Linked DNA regions of Mus musculus: regions 1 and 2 are each linked to region 3. A link is a contact called in public HiChIP or PLAC-seq data. All regions are on one chromosome and are shown on one strand. The core of a region is the stretch at or near the end of the contact, and the rest is flanking DNA. Distances in the headings are between cores, read along the strand shown. Region 1 has its middle 58 kb from the start of Gm23040. Region 2 overlaps Uvrag (UV radiation resistance associated gene). Region 3 holds the start of Thap12 (THAP domain containing 12).

Region 1 (3,471 bases), core at 951-3,450, 140 kb after region 3:
ACATTCAGTGTTTCTCCCAATGTGAGATTTATGGGGAGTCTCCTGTGGCTGGCTTAGACTTGGCAGGTTTCTGTGGGGAGAAACACTGTCTTAGGTAGCATGAGGCAAACTATTCATGAATGTGGTATACGTCCCCACTTCTTCAGGATAACTTCTGTGTCCCTCCGGTGAGGCTTCGCTCAGAATCTGAGACTTTCACTGGATTTATTCCAAGGCATGTACTTTTTATTGATAGAGAGAATCGCATATCCTTCTTAAAGTACCTTTTGTAGTAAAACAAAACAAACAGGAAAAAAAAAAAAACCCTGGTATTGTATAAGAACACAACTGACTTTTGTATATCGATTTTACATCAGGCAAAATGTTCAAGTCTCGTAAGCCTGATAATTGACTTCAGATTATTTTGCTTTTCTGTGTAGAAAATCATATAATCTGGACGGTGACTGCCAGCTTCCCTCTGGCTTTCAGTGTGCACAGTGTTTCCTCCCCTGATTTTTCCCTGAAGCTTCTGATAAGATGCTGGCAGACGTGGCAAGAGCAGCCATACTTACTTCTCTCATCCCTAAAGTTGATTATCTTTATTTATCATCTATCTGTGTGTAATTGTATATACGTGGGTGTGCCTGTCACCATCCACGGGGAAGCCGGAAGACAGCAGACAATGGCTCTCTCCTCCACCCGAGTCCTGGGGAGCAAGCACCTCCAGCCCCACATATATTTTGCCAGCTCTTATTTGTGTTTTAGAAAAACAATACTATTAACCAGGCATTGTGATTCACACCTGTAACCTTATTACATAGCAGGCCAAAACAGGAGGCTCCCTTGTTGAAGGCCTGCCTGGGCTACATTGGGAGAGAGCCTGACTCAAATAAACAAATACAAACAACGCTCAAAATTGAGTAAAACGTTTGTTACAGGTTCTGGGATGTGTATGAGGATATCAAATTTTAAGTTTCTAAACTTGCTTACTTGCAACTTTATAACTCCTCATGGACATATATTAATTTTTAATCAAGTTTCAAGATATATGTTTGACATAAGTCATGTTTTTTCCCATTCCTAATTTTTAAAAAAAAAAATTCATCTTTCAGATTTTCCCTTGGATTCTATCAGTGAGCATGATTCACGTGACCCTGGGGGTCTTTGGAGTTTCTTAGATTTGCAGTGCAGCTCAGTTTCTTATCAGTGTGCGGAGGAGATCTCTGTGTATTTTACTTAAGTTTGGCTCCGTGGGCTGGAGCCGCTGCTCAGGTTTTAAAAGCAGGAACTGTTCAAGCTTCCACTCGAGTTAGGATCAGGAGCCTTCCAGGAGGTCTGACATCCTCTTCTGGATTCCGTGGGCACCAGCATTCTTGAGCACATAAGCACACACACACACACACACACACACACACACTTAATACTAATTTTAAAATCCTTAAAAGTGGTTCCATTTCCCAAGCATTACAGCTGTTTCTGTATCCATGCATTTGGCTTGCTCTTCCCACAGTCGCTAACATCTTACAGAGGCTACTTTGTTTACTTGGTCCCTCAAGCCTTGTTACTACTCTCTGACTGTTTCGTCATGAGTGGCTGAATCGTTAATGGGGCCACTTTCTGTAACATTCTAGCAATGGTCCCACCGGGTCTACCTAATAACAGCCCTCCAATTAGTCTCTATCAGGAGAGCTTTGCTGTCCTAAGTTCTTAAAGTTGATTTTTTTTTTTTTTTTTTTTTTTTTGCCTACTTTGACAGTCTTCCTCTTGTGGTGGTGGTGAGTAATGGACCCAATTTGTTTCTGCCACACAGCACACAGTAGGGGCTCAGGCGATGAGCCATTGTGACCCTGTGCCTTATAGAAGCCTGTCTGGGTGTGCTGTGATGGAGAGTAAGTTCTCTGTTGGGGTGGGGACCTGTGTCACTGTTACCCCACTGTCTGGAGGACCAACAGGACTTTTTTTTTTTTTTTTCCCAAGAAAAGGCCGGTGTTTCCAGAAAGATATGGCTGAGAAAAACCAACCTTCTCTGAGGTCACATATCTGTTTCCTAGAAACTAGATGTGAGTGAGGCCAGGCCGGTGCCCGAGTCACAGCGTACATTTCCTGTTTTTCACCCACTAACTAATAAAGTTATTTCCTTCGTGTGCTGTGTGACTGAGCAGGAAGGCCCCATGGCTTCAAGGCCTGAGGCCAGCTGTTATCCACCACCCAGCTCCAAGTGGAGGGCGGAAGTGGCCTGGGCTCCCCTGGGGAGGAACTTCCTCTCCATCAAGAGAGTCAGGCTGTACTATCCTATCTGTTGTGCCCTCCACGGCCCAGCAGTCACAGTGACCCTGGGACATCACCACAGTCCACTCTGACACCTCTCAGGCTCTGTCCCTGGCCTGGAGTCTCCTGGATGTCTGACCAGCACTTCAGGCCCCGCAGGTCCTAGATGGACTTTCTTTTCCTTAAATATCATATGGATTGATTGGCTTAAGGAGGGTCTTAAGAAGCTTAGGCCCACCTCAAACTAGCTATGTAACCAAAGATGACTTTGAACAGCCCCTGCCTCCTGAGGGTCAGAACCACAGCTGTGTGGTGCTGTGCCCAGTTTAAGGGGTGCTGAGGATGGAACCCAAGCTTCATTCATGCCAAGCAGGCATTCTACAACTGAGCTATACTCTCAGGCCTGCAGATGAATCCTAGTGTCTCCTTGCCTGTGTTCCTCACTGTACTCCTGGAGACCACAGTCCTCCGTGTTGGCTCGAGGCGCCCAGCAGCTCTGCCATAACCAAGGAAGACATGTCTGTGCAACTGTTTCCAGACTCTGCTCTGCCCACCCAGCCCCACCTCGGGTTCCACTCACAGACAGTAGTATGGCCTGGCAGCACTCCTGCCCTCTAGTTCTGGGAGCTTCTCTGAGGCAGGTGCAGGCAGGTCAGATTCAGCACTGCGCTCCTGGAGCCCTGCCCCAGCTGCGACCTGGGAAGACTGCAGAGAGTTTGTCTGTCAAATAAGTGAATTTTGAATGAATGAGAGGAAGGAATAAATGAATTGTGAATGAATGAATGGATAGGTGGGTGGAGGGAGGGAAGGAATAAATGAATTGTGAATGAATGAATGAAATTGTAAATGAATGAATGAATGAATGAATGAATGGAAGGAATAAATGAATTGTGAATGAATAAATGAATGAATGAGTAAAAGAAGAAAGACATACATAGAGCCTCTGTGTTTTCTCCAGATGTTGATCTGCATCCCAGCTTCCCAACCACTTTCCCTGGTTATGGTTTTCAGAACACTTTTCTTCCCCCAATAGCCAGAATAAGCTGGCCTTGAGGACAGGACCCTGGTGATCAGAAAGCAAAAGACTTGAGCACTATGCTGCTATGCTACTAAGTGGCTGTGTGGCCTTGGCTAGTCCCTTCCTGACCACTCCTGCCCCTCTTCTTTCTGGTGTATAGAAAGTATTGAAGGAGACTTCCTTCCAGTGTCTCCTGGCGGTCCCTA
Region 2 (3,399 bases), core at 122-2,621, 250 kb before region 3:
CTGGCTCCCCAAGTTGGACTTTGGTAGAGTCGTCCTTTGGTCTGTCCTTGTCCTATAAGGAGGTGCTAGACCTTTGCTCCCTTAACAAACCTAAAAAGAAGAAAGCTATCTCCTCACCTCTCCTAGGAAGCTGCTGGAAGGCGGAATCTGTTAGCACACAGGCATAAGGTGGGTAAGAGGGAGCCATCATCAAGAGATAGAACCCCCGGAGGGGTCAGAGGATAGAGGGACACAACACCTCAGCTCCCTTGGACCAGTGGAGCCAGGGAATGGAGGACTTGGAGAAAAAGGAACCAAAGAACCACGGAAGGCCTTCATCCCAGCAAGAGAAGAGTTACATCACTTTCAGATCTGGAAAGAAATTAGACACAGACAAACTTAGCAGTGAAAGAAGAAAACAATAAACCTAGGTAGCTGCCTATGAACTCAGGAAAGCCAACTTTAAGAAAAAGGACTGCACGGATTATATATCGGATTATAGATTGTGTGTCTTGGATCAAAGTAATCTCTTCTGATCTCTTTGTAGTGGTAATAGTGTAGGATCGTTTGTTGATGTAAGCCAAGCTGTGGTGGTAACTGTCCTAAGAGTGAAGGCAAAAGGACATGTGGGTGTTGGGGAAGAAGAGGGGTGAAATATAATAGAGCTAGAGTCTCGTTTTTTCCCCATGGATTGTCAGGTCATTTTTAAACCTCACAATCAAACAGGCCAAGAAGGGTATTAATCACAACGAGAGTACAACTCAGGGCGGGACTTAACGGGTTAAGAGTAATTGGTTCTGGCATCTAGGAACTGGGGATAGAGTTCCTGTATTTTAGCTAGTAAACATGTAAGTGGATTTTGATTTAACCATCAAGCTTGTAAAAACACTTCAGACTCTTAAAGCCACATACATGCATCATTTTTGTACAAGTAAGCATTAATTGTTTAAAGTGTGATTTCATTCGTTTGTTGGTAGATGAATTGGAACTGTTGGATGAGCATTTACTCAGTACTGGGCCCCAGGCAGCTGAGGTAGCATGCGAGTGTCAAGCAAAGCCTCATTCCTGCTGCCCCAGGGTGTGCGTGCGCTTCGCAGTGCAAGAGAGGCTTGGATCTGTAAAGGCGTCAGGACAGACACTTGCAGCAGGCCTCAGACAAGGAGGACCGGAATCTGAGATGCCCTGCCAGCCGCGGCCAGAATTAAGTCCTGGGGGGGGGGGGGCAGGAAAGAAGTCTGGGGGAGCTGCGGGAGGCGGGGCTGACTCCTGCTCTGCTAGACATTTCTATTAGTCACTTTTTCCTGGGGATTTTCTCCTGCCCTCGCACCCAGACACTCTTAATTTTGTTATTGACTTTACCATGCTGGGTTAGGTTGTTGTGCACTCTCCCCTGGCTCCCTGCCTTCCAAACTTTGGGTCTAATTTAGAGAGGGATGAGGGAAGGGAGAAGAAAAACTTAGTTATGCCTGGCCCAATGTAAACTACTCCACTCTCTGCCGACCGCACAGGCAGTGAGATATAGCTGTTATCCTTTTTTCGAAGTACTGAGATAAAGTAGTCATATTCAATTTAAACATAGTTTTTAGAATTCTCAAGAGTAGTGTTGGACACATCTAGTTTTTCAAAGAAATGTAATAATTTCATATTCCAGAGAATTCATCCCTCTATTATTTGTGAGAAATGCTTCTCAAGGCAGTTGTGCAGAGTGTGTGTGTGTGTGTGTGTGTGTGTGTGTGTGTGTGTGTGTGTGTGTGTGTGTGTGTGTGTGTGTGTGTGTGTGTGTGTGTTCGAATGTAGGGGTTTGCACCCTGGATTTGTTTTCTTTTATATTGTTGGGCCCGAAAGAGGAAAGACTGGCTTAGAACAAACTAGCAGAGCTAAACCATATGTTTTCTACCAAATTAGAAACAGGTGAAGGTTGTTAAAATCCAGCAATCGCTTACCAAAGCTTTAGCTTGGAGTTTGTATTAAAGGCAGGTGGTTATATGTACAATAAAAGGCCGTCCCCAGCACACCGGCTTATTGATACATATGTGATTGATCTTTCTGGATAAAACAAGGCGGAGTTAATAAATCACTGCACATAGCTATAAAGATGTTTGGGCTTGAAAGCCTCTCCTGTAAGAGCAAATGTGGGCCCTGAAGGAGATTTATGAAGCAGAGATCCTTTTAGCTTTACTTAACAGCTAACATCTGACTGACCCAGGGGGACCATGGGAATTTATTGCCGGGCCATTCAAATATTTGAGCTGTTGTGTGATGTAGAACAGGTAAAGATTAGCCCAATAACAAATATGAGGCTGTAAAATAAAATGAGATTTCGATGGCGTGTAAGGACCTGTCAGAGGTCAGGTCCAAATGACTGGTCAGACTGGGGAACCAACCCTTGCTGCTAATTAAAAGGGATTACACAGGGCTGGATGTTACACCGGTTGCTGTCAGCTCAGCATCTTTGGAGTTTCCTCCACTGAAGGCCATACTTTCTCCTGTGACTGAGAAACTCTGAATTGCCTTTCTGTTCTCCGAAACTGGGCAAGATGATGAACTGAAGTGATTTTTTTCAATTTCATAATTGAAATACATCTTTCTCAAATACATTGTGAATGTATGGGTTCCTAGACAGCATATGCACTTGGAAAAATTGTCAGCTAACTTATGTGCATAAACTTGAGCTTTGACATCCAGAAAGCAGGCATTTAGCCTCTGTGATACATGACCTAAAATTAGCCTTCAAAGCTTAAGTAGTTAACAGATTTATGGACAGTTATTGAAAACTTAATGTAGTGGAGTTCTGTGAACTTATCTCCAAATCTTTTATTCCCTTTTATTTATGTAAGTCTGGAAAGTAATGATGTGTGAGTATTGTTCCTGGGACTTTAGTAGCTGTATTTAGAACTTTAATGAGGCCATTGTTATTGGTGTCGACAATTGCTGCCTTTTTGATTTAGCCCTAAACTCAAAATGTTGTCATGAAAGTTAGGTCGGTTAGAGTGCCAGTTTCTCAGATATCAGTGGCTTTGGTGACCAGTGTGTGTGTGAACATCTCCACAATTGTTATGAAAATCCTAAATAAGATTGTCACTAGAGGGAAACACAAAGCCACATGCAGAGGTTTGGGAGTTAGGTGTGGCCTGATGTGCCTGCCCCTCTCTCCATCCATACATTCTCTCTCCGTCCTGTCCACAAATATGTCCCAACATGGAGCTCAGGAAACTGGGTTACAGTCCTGGGAAGACTGTAGCTCACAGTTTCCAATCCTGTAGAAGAGTCAAGGAGCCCGTGGGTACAGCACACTAGAATATGAAAGGTGCAGGGTAGGAATGCACTGGGCTTTGTGCAGTAACAGGGAGCAAGGTGAGCAGGACCCCACGTGGACCACCATCAAATGTGGGCGCTTCTGGGGACTGAAGAGCTAGTGTG
Region 3 (3,554 bases), core at 65-2,564:
GCTGGGATAACAGACAATGTCCACTGCTCAGCTCCCTGGCTATGCTTTTTTCTTTAATCTGCTCTGGTATATGCACGAGCGTTTTGCACTTTGAGCATACCTGGTACACAGGAAGGCCAGAAGAGGTTGTGTAATCCCCTGGAACTGAAGTCACCTAATGTGGGTATAGAACCCAGGCCTTCTGCGAGTATAAGTGCTCTTCAGCATTGAGCTATCTTTCCACCTGTTCCCTAGCTAAAAGCCCTTCCAACCCCTGCTGTATTTTTCTTCAGGATATTTTTCATTATTGGACACGGTATTATAAATATTTTACTTGCCAATTTCCCAAGACTTGAATGTAACCTCTGAGAAGAGGGATTTTCATTGGTTCATGTTACCCACTCTCATACTCTGACCAATTTCTACCAACTGTCGGCTTTCAATAAATATTTGCTCAATTAATATCATGCTATATTCAGCGCTCGTTGATAGATCTGCTCTCTCTCTCTGTGGATTAGGTGCTTTCTGCCGTCCGTGACAAAATTCACTCGAGTCTCCAGCACCTGACATGAGTACTTCAAACATGGTTAAGCACTGATTTTTAAACGAATGAGCCAACAGGAGAGCTCTGAGAACTACCTGCAGTCTATCACACTAAGTCCCTATGATTCTCAGACTACGTCCCAGATTATAAACTACCCCAAGGAAAAGTGAAGTTGCAATACCATATTCCCACGCCCTCACACTTGTCCTCTGTGGTCCCAACAACCAAGGGAGACAATGAGTAACGGTCGGCATTTGAACACTGGGTTGACAAGTCCGAAGGAGGCAGTTGTGACCTGATTTAAGATCAAAGAAAGCGGCTCGCCTCCAAACAGAAACACTGTCCTAGAAGAGACCAGTGACGCGGGGGAAGGCAGGGCCCCTGGGAACACAGCCCTGGAGAAGGGTTACTTCTTTGACAGCTAAGGAACCGCGTCGGACCACCAAAGGCGCTAAGCGCCCACTTCATCCGCCTTCGCGCCCCCGGGTGGCACCCACTGGGCCGGGTGCCCGCGAGCGCACGTGCGCGCAAGTCCCTGAAGCTTCCGCGCCCCACTCACCTGGCCGGGTCCCGCGGGAACCTGAAGAAGGCCAGGTCAGACTGCGTGCTCTTCCGTGTGCAGTTGGGGGCAGCGCAGAAGTTCGGCATGGTCGTCCGGCCGCCGGCCGGTCCAGCCCTCCCCTCCCCGCCTCGTCAGGGCAGCGCGGCCGCCCCGCGGGGCCGGGGAGGGGAGCTGGGCCGGCCGGCCGGCTCCGCAAGGCCGCGCGCGGAGGAGGGGCTGGCGCGCGAAGCCGCGAGGGGCAGGAGGGGCGCGCGGGCCGAGGCTGGGCTGGGGCCGCGGCTCCACAGTGCTGTGTGCGGCCGGGAGGATTTACCGCCGCCGCCGCCGCTGCTGCACCTCCAGCCCGCCCGGGACGCTACCGCCTCCTTCCCACAATGCACCCTGGCGCTGGAGGGTGCCCTCTCTTCCCTCAGCTATCCGCCCCCGCCCTCTTCGCAGGCGACCGTCCCTGCGGGCGGGCATGCGCACTCGAGAGGGTCGGGCCAGCTGCGTAGTCTCAATGCACATGCGCACAACCCAACCCGCGCAAGGAAGGAATTGCGCATGCGCTGTAGTCTCCCCGGGACTGGCGAGCGCAACCCCGGGTTATTCGGGTAGGTTTGCTGTGTGCGGGTTCCTGCAGATCCAGGGCAAGCTAGAACGTTACTTCACGGCTGCGTCTGCCCGGCTTGTGTAAAAGTTGTCACGGTTCATGCGTCCATTGCGTGAGTCACCGTAGACTCTTAAAGGCAACAGATTCGGGATGACCCTTGCGATTGCTTTGAAACAACTCGCGGGTTGAACGCAAACATGAGTTGTAGAGGATTTAATTTTTAACCCGTTTTGCCTTCCGGTTACTCTGTGACCGAATTAGTGCTAGATTGCTAGCCGCACACCTTGACTAGACGCTAGGGTAAAAGCTCAGAAAAGCAGTAACTTCCTTGGTGGTTTCCAGAGAGGCAGGAATAGTGCAATGATTAGGCCAGCAGCACCCTAGAGATTTTTACCTCAGGCTTCTCACAGTCCTGGCCTGATAACGTTCCTGTATGGTTTTGTTTCAAAATGAGTGGCCGCTATTTAGAACAAAGTATCAAATTTTGCGTAAAATCGAACACGTCTGCAAGTAAGACCCACCACTTTTGAAAGAAGCGTATGGGGGTGAAGTGGTGTCGAGGGCTTGAGTATTTGACTGGCACAAAAGGTTTAAAGAAGGGTGGGAAAATGTCTGAGATGATCCATGAAGTAGTCGTCCAGTCACCCACAGAACGGATGCAAATATCCAAAAGGTCACGGACTTTGTGTGAACAAGCAGTTAACAGTGAGAAGGATGGCTGAAGAAATTACATTTAGAGAAAGAAACCATTAGATTCATTCTGAAAGGAAACCTGAACACGAGAAAAACGTCTGTCAAAGCTATAGCAAGTATTTTGAAGGATCAGCCTGAACTTGGGGAAATTTGAGTGTCCATCTGGTCATTCAAAGGAAATTAAGAACGCTAGTTTATAGGTGAGGGAAAAGAGGACAAGTTCTGAGATGTGGAGTTAGCTGCAGCAGAGTGCTGATGAGGAAATGGCTCTGCCTGTGTAGAATCCCAGAAGTCGGGCCCCTGCCAGCCACCTTCTGCAGGGAGCATGCTCAGAGAGTAGGAGATCTGACGACTGCTACGGTATCAGACATGGAGATGCAGCGTTTGGAGTTTGCCCAGCTGGTTTCCTGTCTTGCTATTGGGATTACAATAAAGTGATTGGATGAATCTCAGAAGAGACTTTGAACTTTTTTTTAAAAGATTTTATTTATTTATTTTATGTATATGAGTACGCTGTAGCTGTCTTCAGACACACCAGAAGAGGGCATTGGATCCCATTACAGATGGTTGTGAGCCACCATGTGGTTGCTGGGAATTGAACTCAGGACCTCTGGAAGAGCAGTCAGATCTAACCATTGAGCCATCTCTCCAGCAACTCTGAACTTTTAACATTGTTGAGCTGCTATAGACTGGGGACTCTGGAAATTAGACTAAATGTATTTTGTATTATGCTATGTTTAGCTGTGGCCCTTATAGCCTCATATGTTTGAACAAGTCTGTGGGGGCCAGGGAGTGAAATGTGATGGTTTGTATGTGCTTGGCCCAGGGAGTGACCCTATTAGGAGGTGTGGCCTTTAGCAGATGTGTAACTGTGGGTGTGGGCTTAAGACCCTAACCCTACCTGCCTGGAAGTCAGTCTTCCACTAACAGCCTTCAGATGAAGATGGAGAACTCTCAGCTTCTGCACCATGCCTGCCTGGATGCTGCCATGTCCCCGCCTTGATGATAATGGACTAAACCTCTAAACCTATAAGCCAGCCCCAATGAAATGTTGGCCTTTTTAAGACTTGCCTTGGTCATGGTGTCTGTTCACAGCAGTAAAACGCTAAGACACCCAGCAGTAGTCAAACAGCAGCAGGATGTCTCAGGTTTGGGGGAAGAGGAATTACCGCCCTAACTTAGTC

Evidence for each region. HiChIP or PLAC-seq counts read pairs in DNA pulled down with a chosen protein or histone mark.
Region 1: a contact with region 3 is called in an H3K27ac HiChIP or PLAC-seq map of CD8 T cells, with 11 times the contacts expected there. The contact joins the enhancer-like site here to the promoter of Thap12 in region 3. A contact is called at or near these places in 1 of 39 promoter capture datasets (pre-B cells), 1 of 484 Hi-C or Micro-C datasets (nephron progenitors), 2 of 115 datasets of contacts at active chromatin or transcription factors (CD8 T cells and thymic regulatory T cells) and 2 of 9 other capture datasets (adipose tissue and liver).
Region 2: an H3K27ac HiChIP or PLAC-seq map of the NIH/3T3 cell line shows a contact between it and region 3, with 4 times the contacts expected there. The contact joins the enhancer-like site here to the promoter of Thap12 in region 3. A contact is called at or near these places in 1 of 39 promoter capture datasets (cranial neural crest), 3 of 115 datasets of contacts at active chromatin or transcription factors (the NIH/3T3 cell line, embryonic forebrain and embryonic limb bud) and 2 of 9 other capture datasets (adipose tissue and embryonic stem cells).

What each region holds. Positions count from the first base shown.
Region 1 is chr7:98,563,515-98,566,985 of GRCm38.p6, reverse strand. No RefSeq gene overlaps it. Among named protein-coding and RNA genes, the nearest start is that of Gm23040, 58 kb to the right of the region's middle. Within about 2 kb of position 2,200, at least 80 of the 459 cell types and tissues checked have an H3K27ac peak or open chromatin away from gene starts, as enhancers often do. A contact at or near this core is called in CD8 T cells, adipose tissue, pre-B cells and 1 more, where this site is marked.
Region 2 is chr7:98,956,168-98,959,566 of GRCm38.p6, reverse strand. The region is part of intron 12 of Uvrag (UV radiation resistance associated gene); the gene reads left to right. Among named protein-coding and RNA genes, the nearest start is that of Gm33827, 81 kb to the right of the region's middle. Within about 2 kb of position 1,371, at least 23 of the 459 cell types and tissues checked have an H3K27ac peak or open chromatin away from gene starts, as enhancers often do. A contact at or near this core is called in embryonic limb bud, where this site is marked.
Region 3 is chr7:98,701,007-98,704,560 of GRCm38.p6, reverse strand. It overlaps Thap12 (THAP domain containing 12), which reads right to left and starts at 1,314. Exons shown (of 5, transcript NM_028410.2): 1 at 1,083-1,314. The coding sequence starts at 1,171. It overlaps Gm15506 (predicted gene 15506), which reads left to right and starts at 1,633. Exons shown (of 1, transcript NR_144495.1): 1 at 1,633-3,554. It also overlaps the pseudogene LOC108167485.